Regions from separate parts of the Pan troglodytes genome. Here all the other regions are linked to region 1. A link is a contact called in public Hi-C data. All regions are on one chromosome and are shown on one strand. The core of a region is the stretch at or near the end of the contact, and the rest is flanking DNA. Distances in the headings are between cores, read along the strand shown.

Evidence for each region. A called contact is a pair of places that touch in the nucleus more often than the background predicts.
Region 2: a Hi-C map of stem cell-derived neural progenitor cells shows a contact between it and region 1, with 5 times the contacts expected there. The contact joins the enhancer-like site here to the promoter of LOC104004959 in region 1. A contact is called at or near these places in 3 of 7 Hi-C or Micro-C datasets (blood, induced pluripotent stem cells and stem cell-derived neural progenitor cells) and 1 of 1 datasets of contacts at active chromatin or transcription factors (stem cell-derived excitatory neurons).
Region 3: a contact with region 1 is called in a Hi-C map of stem cell-derived neural progenitor cells, with 4 times the contacts expected there. The contact joins the enhancer-like site here to the promoter of LOC104004959 in region 1. A contact is called at or near these places in 1 of 7 Hi-C or Micro-C datasets (stem cell-derived neural progenitor cells) and 1 of 1 datasets of contacts at active chromatin or transcription factors (stem cell-derived excitatory neurons).

The regions. Positions count from the first base shown.
Region 1 is chr12:79,500,223-79,502,811 of NHGRI_mPanTro3-v2.0_pri, forward strand. LOC104004959 (collagen alpha-1(I) chain-like) reads right to left here and starts at 1,277. Exons shown (of 3, transcript XM_063789922.1): 1 at 1-1,277. The coding sequence starts at 1,277. The coding sequence ends at 297. It overlaps ZFP36L2 (ZFP36 ring finger protein like 2), which reads left to right and starts at 1,192. Exons shown (of 2, transcript XM_515435.8): 1 at 1,192-1,326; 2 at 1,840-2,589. The coding sequence starts at 1,276.
Region 2 is chr12:79,700,007-79,702,595 of NHGRI_mPanTro3-v2.0_pri, forward strand. LOC112208161 (a long non-coding RNA gene) reads left to right here. Exons shown (of 8, transcript XR_008546387.2): 5 at 1,814-1,879. Among named protein-coding and RNA genes, the nearest start is that of ZFP36L2, 200 kb to the left of the region's middle. Within about 2 kb of position 1,280, at least 9 of the 24 cell types and tissues checked have an H3K27ac peak or open chromatin away from gene starts, as enhancers often do. A contact at or near this core is called in stem cell-derived neural progenitor cells, where this site is marked.
Region 3 is chr12:79,645,113-79,647,701 of NHGRI_mPanTro3-v2.0_pri, forward strand. No RefSeq gene overlaps it. Among named protein-coding and RNA genes, the nearest start is that of ZFP36L2, 140 kb to the left of the region's middle. Within about 2 kb of position 1,274, at least 7 of the 24 cell types and tissues checked have an H3K27ac peak or open chromatin away from gene starts, as enhancers often do. A contact at or near this core is called in stem cell-derived neural progenitor cells, where this site is marked.

The DNA of each region.
Region 1 (2,589 bases), core at 27-2,526:
GAGGACGCAACAGGCCCAGGCTGTACCGGGCGGGGAGCCTCGGCAGGCCGCTGCACCCCCAGCCCCAGAGGGCTGGGGAAGGCCGGGCCGACCAGCAGACGGAAAGGTGGCGCTAAGTCGCCTTCAAGCCCGCACGGCTCTCCCGGCCTTTCCTCCTCTCCTCAGAGTCAGCTCCCCCGCCCGGGACGTCCCGCGCCACTCCGCGCCTTTGGCCCTGGCTCAAGGTCTTGTGATGTGATTAGCAAAGCCAGCGCCTTGTCCTCAGACACTCAGCCCTGCCCGGCAGGCCCCGGCGCTCAAGCCCTGTTTACTGAGCCTGGGCGGGGAGGGGGCGGAGAAACGAGCCCGGGCTCCACCGGCAAGACTGCCGCGGCGGCCGCCCGCGTGGCCACCCCCACCCCCACCGCGACTCCACGTGCAGTCGGGCTGGAGCCGCCACCGACTGGACGCAGGCCCCGAGCCCCCGCCTCCTGGCCGGGGCACCCTTTGCAAACCCGCCGGGCCGCGGGGATGGTTGCGATATTCTGGCATTTTGCAATTCCCGCGCCCAGTACAAAACCGAAGGTGGGAGCTAAAAGCTCCACAGGTCCGCCTCGGAGAACAGGGCAGGGAAAGACACGTCCAGGGCTGCAGAATCCCGGCCACGCTAAACGTACCGGGGCTCTCCGACCGCGCAGCCCCGGAGGAGAAGAGCCGTGCCTTCCCGCCGCCACCCGGCGGCATCCACTGGGGCCGAGAGCTACACGCCACACCGGCCGCCCGGGCCGCCGGCCCCGCCCGGAGGCCTCCAGCCCCCTCCCCGGGAGGAAAAAAATTGGCGGCGGCCAATGGGAGGCCGGGAAGGCGCCTGACGTCCGCGAGCGGGCGGGCGGCGTTGCCTGGAGACCCCGGCGGGGGCCGAGTTCTGTCCCCTCCCCCGGCGCGCCCGCCCCGCCGCAGCCGCGCTCCCGGGCTCTATATAGGGCGCGCGCTCGCAGGCCGCCGAGTTCCAGCAGTCCGCGAGCTGCCGTCGGCTCCGGGGGGGGGGGCGGGCCGGGCACCCCGGGGCGCGGAGGAGCGCTCCTCGCTTCTCTCTTTCCCCCCTGCCGCACTCCGCCGGACCCTCCCGCCGGCCCGCGCCGCTGCACTCGCCCTCTCCTCTCGCCCCCCGGCAAACTTTCGGCCCCTCCCCGCCCCTCGCCCGTTATTCGTCGTGGCTCAAGCCCGGCCACGCCGCCCCAAGGGCTTCTCCCGACCTCCCGGCCTGCCGCTCCGGCCACTGCGGGATCCAGAAACATGTCGACCACACTTCTGTCCGCCTTCTACGATGTCGACTTCTTGTGCAAGGTAGGCCAGGGAGCGGGCCCGGCCGGCAGCAGCCGTTCTAGTTCTTGGACTTTGCCTCTGTCCCCAGGTTCTGGGGGACGCCCCTCCCGCCCTGCCTTTCAGGTCGGGAAAGTCCCGGGGTTTGCAAAAGAGTGTCCGAGCGTCCTGGAGGCGGGGAGGGCGGCAAGGAAGGCGCCGGTGTCGCGGTTGAGTTTCTCCACTGCCGACCGCGGCCACGCTGCCCGGGGCTTCCCGGACAGGCTTCGCGCCGCCCACCTCGGCAGCCGGGGCGGAGGATCACGTGTCGAAACCCAGCGCGGCCCACGGTGGGCGTCCTCATCTCTCCCGCTCCGTCCAGCAAGATCTTGCTGGTTTTGCGCGTGTATAAGTGGAGGGTGGAGGCCGAGTCGGGATCCGCCAAGAGTGGGGGAAAAAAAAGGAAAAGAATCAGGCTGGGAGTTCCTCTGCGGCTCGCCCCGAGTCTGTCTTCCCCTTCAGTTTTTCATCCCTTCCCCGCTCCCCTCCCTTTGGCAGACGGAGAAATCCCTGGCCAACCTCAACCTGAACAACATGCTGGACAAGAAGGCTGTGGGGACGCCTGTGGCCGCCGCCCCCAGCTCGGGCTTCGCGCCGGGCTTCCTCCGACGGCACTCGGCCAGCAACCTGCATGCACTCGCCCACCCCGCGCCCAGCCCCGGCAGCTGCTCGCCCAAGTTCCCGGGCGCCGCTAACGGCAGCAGCTGCGGCAGCGCGGCGGCCGGCGGCCCGACCTCCTACGGCACCCTTAAGGAGCCGTCGGGGGGCGGCGGCACAGCCCTGCTCAACAAGGAGAACAAATTCCGGGACCGCTCGTTTAGCGAGAACGGCGATCGCAGCCAGCACCTCCTGCACCTGCAGCAGCAGCAGAAGGGGGGCGGCGGCTCCCAGATCAACTCCACGCGCTACAAGACCGAGCTGTGCCGGCCCTTCGAGGAGAGCGGCACGTGCAAGTACGGCGAAAAGTGCCAGTTCGCGCATGGCTTCCACGAGCTGCGCAGCCTGACTCGCCATCCGAAGTACAAGACCGAGCTGTGCCGCACCTTTCACACCATCGGCTTCTGCCCTTACGGGCCGCGCTGCCACTTCATCCACAACGCGGACGAGCGGCGGCCCGCGCCGTCGGGGGGCGCCTCCGGGGACCTGCGTGCCTTTGGCACGCGCGATGCGTTGCACCTGGGCTTCCCGCGGGAGCCGCGGCCCAAGCTGCACCACAGCCTCAGCTTCTCCGGCTTCCCGTCGGGCCAC
Region 2 (2,589 bases), core at 30-2,529, 200 kb after region 1:
GCTGGAACTACAGGCGTGTACCACCACACTGGCTAATTTTTAAAATTTTTGTAGAGATGGGGTCTCACTATACTGCCCAGGCTTAGCTGACTTTGAAGATGGAGGCAGGGGCCCCAAGCCAAGGAATGGAGGCGGCCTCTAGAAGTGGGAAAGGCAAGGAAATGGGTTCTCCCCTAGATCCTCCAGAAGGAGAGCAGCCCTGCCAACACCTTGTTTTTAGCCCAAAGATGCTGATTTTGGCCTTCTGGCCTCCAGAGCTGTATAAATTTGTGTTGCTTTAAGCCGCTAAGTTGGTGGCGATTTGTTACAGCAGCAGTGGGAAGTAAACACACCTTCCCATCATGTGGTAGGCTCCAGACTCTGCCCTACTCCCTGCAGCAAGGATTTTCAGCGTGACATGGGTAAGGGGCCTCCCTTCTGCCTGCCCCCCAGCACTGGCTGAGCTCCAGTGCAGGGCCTCAGGCCAGGAGCAGAGCTAGGCCTTGTCCAGGGCTTTCCCCTGCACTTTCCCTCATGGCCACTGCCTTTGTTCACCCATGGGTGAGTCAGCCATGGGCATGTGGTTCCCCCACTGCAGCTCTCTAACTGCCTCCCACCATACTCTGTGGCTCCACTGCCCCCCACAACAATGAGAATAATGTTTACCAGCTACAGAGAGAGAGGGAGAGGAGAGAGAGGAGAGAGAGAGAGCGCGCTCTGGAAGGCCTTCCTTCCTGGGAACTGGTTGTCAGCAACACCTGCTGTAAATGAGGTTTTAACAAATTCAGGGGCTGTGCTAAGGAAGGGGCAGGAGGTGGCCAGGTTGGGTCAGTGTGTGTGGACATGGGACAGTACAGACGACCCCACATCCCTGCCTCCTAGAATGTTGAGATGTCAAAGCATTCCCTTCCCCAGGTCACTTATTTTTCTCCTCTCTCCTTACAAGCCCAAGCATAGACAACTATGCACAAATGATGCAGGACTCACTTGCACACAGATATACACAGGGCCACAAGCAGTGCCAACATGTGCGAAGACGGAATGGGCAAACATACACGCAGAGATACCACCCAGCACACTTACAAACATGCATGCACCCACAGACACCTACACACCCACAAATGCAGATACACCCACTTCCCACACTTACATACCCCCACACGGATGCACACAAATACAGACACACCTATGCATGAGTCAAGACCACCCATGCATGTGGACCCCTGGACATCTGTGAGCAGGGCGGAAGGTGCAGGGCATCCTTCCATTCCCTCCCCCACCCCAAGCCCTCTGCTCCCTGCTCTGGAGACCTCTGCTGGTGAGGCCAGGAACGGACGGCCAGCCCCTCCTTGGCTCTGGAGCTGAGCCTCGCTGGACTGGGGTTTGGAAGGAGGGGAGATGGGAAAAGAGGGACCAACCAGGGCCACCTCCCAGGCTTTCGGCACTGCTGCCTCCACCTGGCCCAAAGGACTTTATTCACTCTCCAATTCCAGCACCGAAGGAGAGATTTCTCCTGCAAAGATCTCTCTTGGGCTTTTTGCTGACCCAGGCCCACCCTGTTCTATCAGTGGACACTTCCAGTGTTTCTGCTGCGGAGGAGGGGGTTTCCCTCTACAGAACAAGGCTCCTTCACTTTCCCATGCTGGCTCCTCACACCCCCCTCACCCCCCAGGGCTGTTTTGTGGCCGTCCTGGGCAGGCAGTCTTCCTCCCTGCTGCCCACTGGATATCTGGGTGGGCTCGTAGCTCCCTGTTCAAACCTCCACCCCCTATGGCCCCTCATAGGTCCTACCCTCCTGTTCTCAAGGGCTTTTTCTTTCCATTTTGTCCTGCAGGAAGGGGAGGAAGTGAAGATCTTCAGACTAAGATGGATGAAGCTGAATTCAGATCTCAGCTCCAAGGTAGGATGGCAGCTCTCAACAGCTCTCAGCAGCTCTTAACCTCTTGGGCAGCTAACCTAACTGCCCTCAGCCTCAGTTGCACCAGGTGGAATGGAGCTCATGATAGTGCCCTGGCAGGGAGATGAAATGAGATAACATGCTCAGTGCCCAGCACCCAGAAGCTTCCCAGGGTGCCATCTTTCGGAGGCACTCCAACATCACTGGAAATAAAAGGAGACCAAGAAAACCATATCTGCAACTCCTCTATGGGACAGTTGCATGTTTTAATGAGTGGTTTGCAATAGGGTGATTAGGGATACCCCCAAAAGAGCAGGCTAGTATAATAGCAGTCAGTCTCTAAGGAAGGTGGGGAAGGTCTCTGCAGAGTTTTTGTCTCATTGGGGTGAGAGCTGAACCGCTCAGAGGAGATGGAGTGTTGCTAACAGGGACCCTCTTCTCTGCCTACTTGGTAACGGGGACCCTCTTCTCTGTCTACTCCCTCATTCCTCCAAGCAGAGATCAGTTTCTGCTACACTAAAGTGGAACATAGTAAAAGAATATGGCTTTGGTAGGATATGAAATTATTCACCTGCCTGGAGTCTCCATGTGTTTCCACTGGGCCCTTCTTGTCAGGTAGAAGTCAGTTGGGTCTGTCTCCAGTCTTGGCACTAAAACTCTCTCCAGATCCTCCACTCAACCTGGCCTCCTCACATCCTCTCTGCCTAGTCTCT
Region 3 (2,589 bases), core at 24-2,523, 140 kb after region 1:
GCAGGGGGTGTGGAGTGGCTGAAGATCTGGAAGGGGAAGGTGACGGACAGATTAAGTCCTGGGGTCCTGAGACAGGGCTCCCTCTACAAGTCATGAAAAGCCCAGAGGTAGGCTCAAGAGGAGGAGGAGGAGGAGGAGGAGGGGAAGGGGCAGGGGCCATAGGCAGCCACCCCTAATCCAGTGTCACCCTTTCCTTTGCGCTCCTGGGGCAGAGGGAAGGAAACCCTCCCTAAGGGTTAGACCCTCATTAGGCTCTAATGAGAGCCTAAGTCTGGCACTTTAGAGGTGACAAAGCACTTTTGCTTCCCGTGTAGGCAGAATTCTAAATATGGCCCCCAATATTTCTATCCGAACCCCTGAACATGATAAGACATCAAGCCCATGATCATGTGAAATTATATGGCAAAGGGATTTCAAAGACATCATTAAGGATAGAAATCAGTTGACTCTGAGTCCAAGAAAAGAAAGATGAGTTGGTAGGGGCCTAATCGAATCACACGAGCCCTTTAGAAGCAGAGGGTTTTCTCTGGCTGGGGGCAGGAGAGGAAGTCACAGATGTGAAGTGTGAGGAAGGGTTCAATACATCTTGGATGACTTGAAGAAGGAGGGGACCATGTGGAAAGGACCTGAGAGAGAGCAGCTTCGAGGAGCTGATAGGGATCCCTGGCTGACCGCCACCTCAGTCCTGCAACTGCAGGAGTGGAATTCCGCCACAACCCGAATGAGCTTGCAAGGAGATGCTTTCCCAGAGCTTCTGGAAAAGAGCTTCTGATAGGAGCCAGCCAGCTCACACTTTGATTTTCAGCTTGTGAGACCCTAAGCAGAGACTACAGCTGAGCCCACCTGGACTTCTGACCTGAAGTGTGAAATAAGAAATGGGTAGTGTTTAAGCTGCTTTGTAATAATTTGTGATGCAGCAATAGAAAACGAATATACTCCACTTTCTCATTTCACCCTGAGAAGGTCTTTGGGAAGCATCTGATGACTCCCTTTGCAGATGGGACAGGCTAAGTGAGGCCCTCGGTTTGCAGGTGCCCAGCTGCGGCTCAGGGCTGAGACTAGCTGATTTTTTGGTATCACAAACGCTTTTCCCACCTGAGCGGCCACAAAGGAACCACAGGCACTCAGCCTTGGCCAGGAGCACCAGAGGTGGGGGACCTGCATCTCACACTCCCCTTTCTAAGATGCACCTCGGCAGATGCAATCCTGCTGGAGCCTGCAGGGTACAAAGCCATCCCAGCCCCGCCACCTCCCTGGAGAAGAGCAGAGCTCTTGGCAGAAACCAGAGAAGGGCAGTGACCTCAGCCTCCCCCTTCCTCTCAGATGACAAGTCTGGGCTCTGTTAAGGCAAGAGACAGGAACTGAGATCCAAGGAGCCATGAGGTTCGGCTTCCCCTCCCCCACATCCAGTAAAAAGCATTCTCTGACTTGTCGGGATGGGGATTTTTTGAATTTTATACTCGCTTTCTGAATCATTTGTTGGGCACAGTTGGGCATCTCCTAGGAGTCCAGAAATGTTGGCAGGGAGGGAGGTTTTGTTCCTGTTTTATTGATTAAAAAGCCCTAATGAAGGTTTTCTCATTCCTGCAGAGGCCTTTTCTAAAAACCTCCTTAATTCTTCCCAGATGGCGTCCAGTTCTCCCTCCCCAGCAGGGTGGGGCTTCAGAAAGTAGGAGGGCTTTGTGTCTGGCCGACTGGGGATCTCAGCTCTGTCACTTAGTCCCTGAGGGGTGCGTGGGGGCAGGCAACCTCCCCAAGCCTCAGTTTCTTCAGGAGTTTCTAAGATGCAATGAGCCAACAGATATGCACAAGGTCCCTGGCAGGCAAGAAGGAAGCACTCACTATTGCTTCCTTACCCGCGTGCCTGAGCACAACACAAGAACTACCTTGGAAATATTTTTTCGACAAAAGAAAACAATTTTGATTCTCATGACAGGCAGGCCTGGTCGGCCAGCAGCAAGAGTCTTCTGTCAGCAAAGTTTGCCTTTGTGCTTCACCTTGCCGAAGCTACTTCCTCTATCTGTGGTGCATTTCCTTCTTTCCAGCCCTCCCTGGCCAGATCCCAGGCCCTGGGAGCGGGGACACACTTGAAACCTCGGCAAGACTCTTCGAGTTCAGTATTGCAAAGGGAGGTCAGGGTTGAATGGTGGAATCCCAGGCCCTGGAGCAGATGGGCCAGTGTGGGAATATTTTCGGGCAGGGGAGGAGAATGTTGCCAAGGTCCCTCAAGGTGTCTGTCAGGTGGGGACCAAAAGCAGTGGTTGTGCAAGCCTCTCTCCTGCTTGGGTTTATCCTGACTGTCTATTTGCAGGTTTGGAGGTTTGAGCTGAATCCTCTTAGAAGTAGCTTTTGCTGTCCTTGACATTTGAGAAAAATCTGCTTGACTTCAGCAGGTCCTGGGGGCAGGGTTTGGGAATGTGGGAGTGGTTATGTGTTTGTCAGGGTGAAGGGTGAGAGGAGCTTCAGGCTCTGGGCCCTAGAATCGTTGGCCCCATGACAAGAAGATTGGAGGGTTGGTGAGGCTGTTTTCCCTGCTGTTCCCCATGGCTTCTGGGGTGTTCTGGGATGGATGGTATTTGAGGGCCAGTG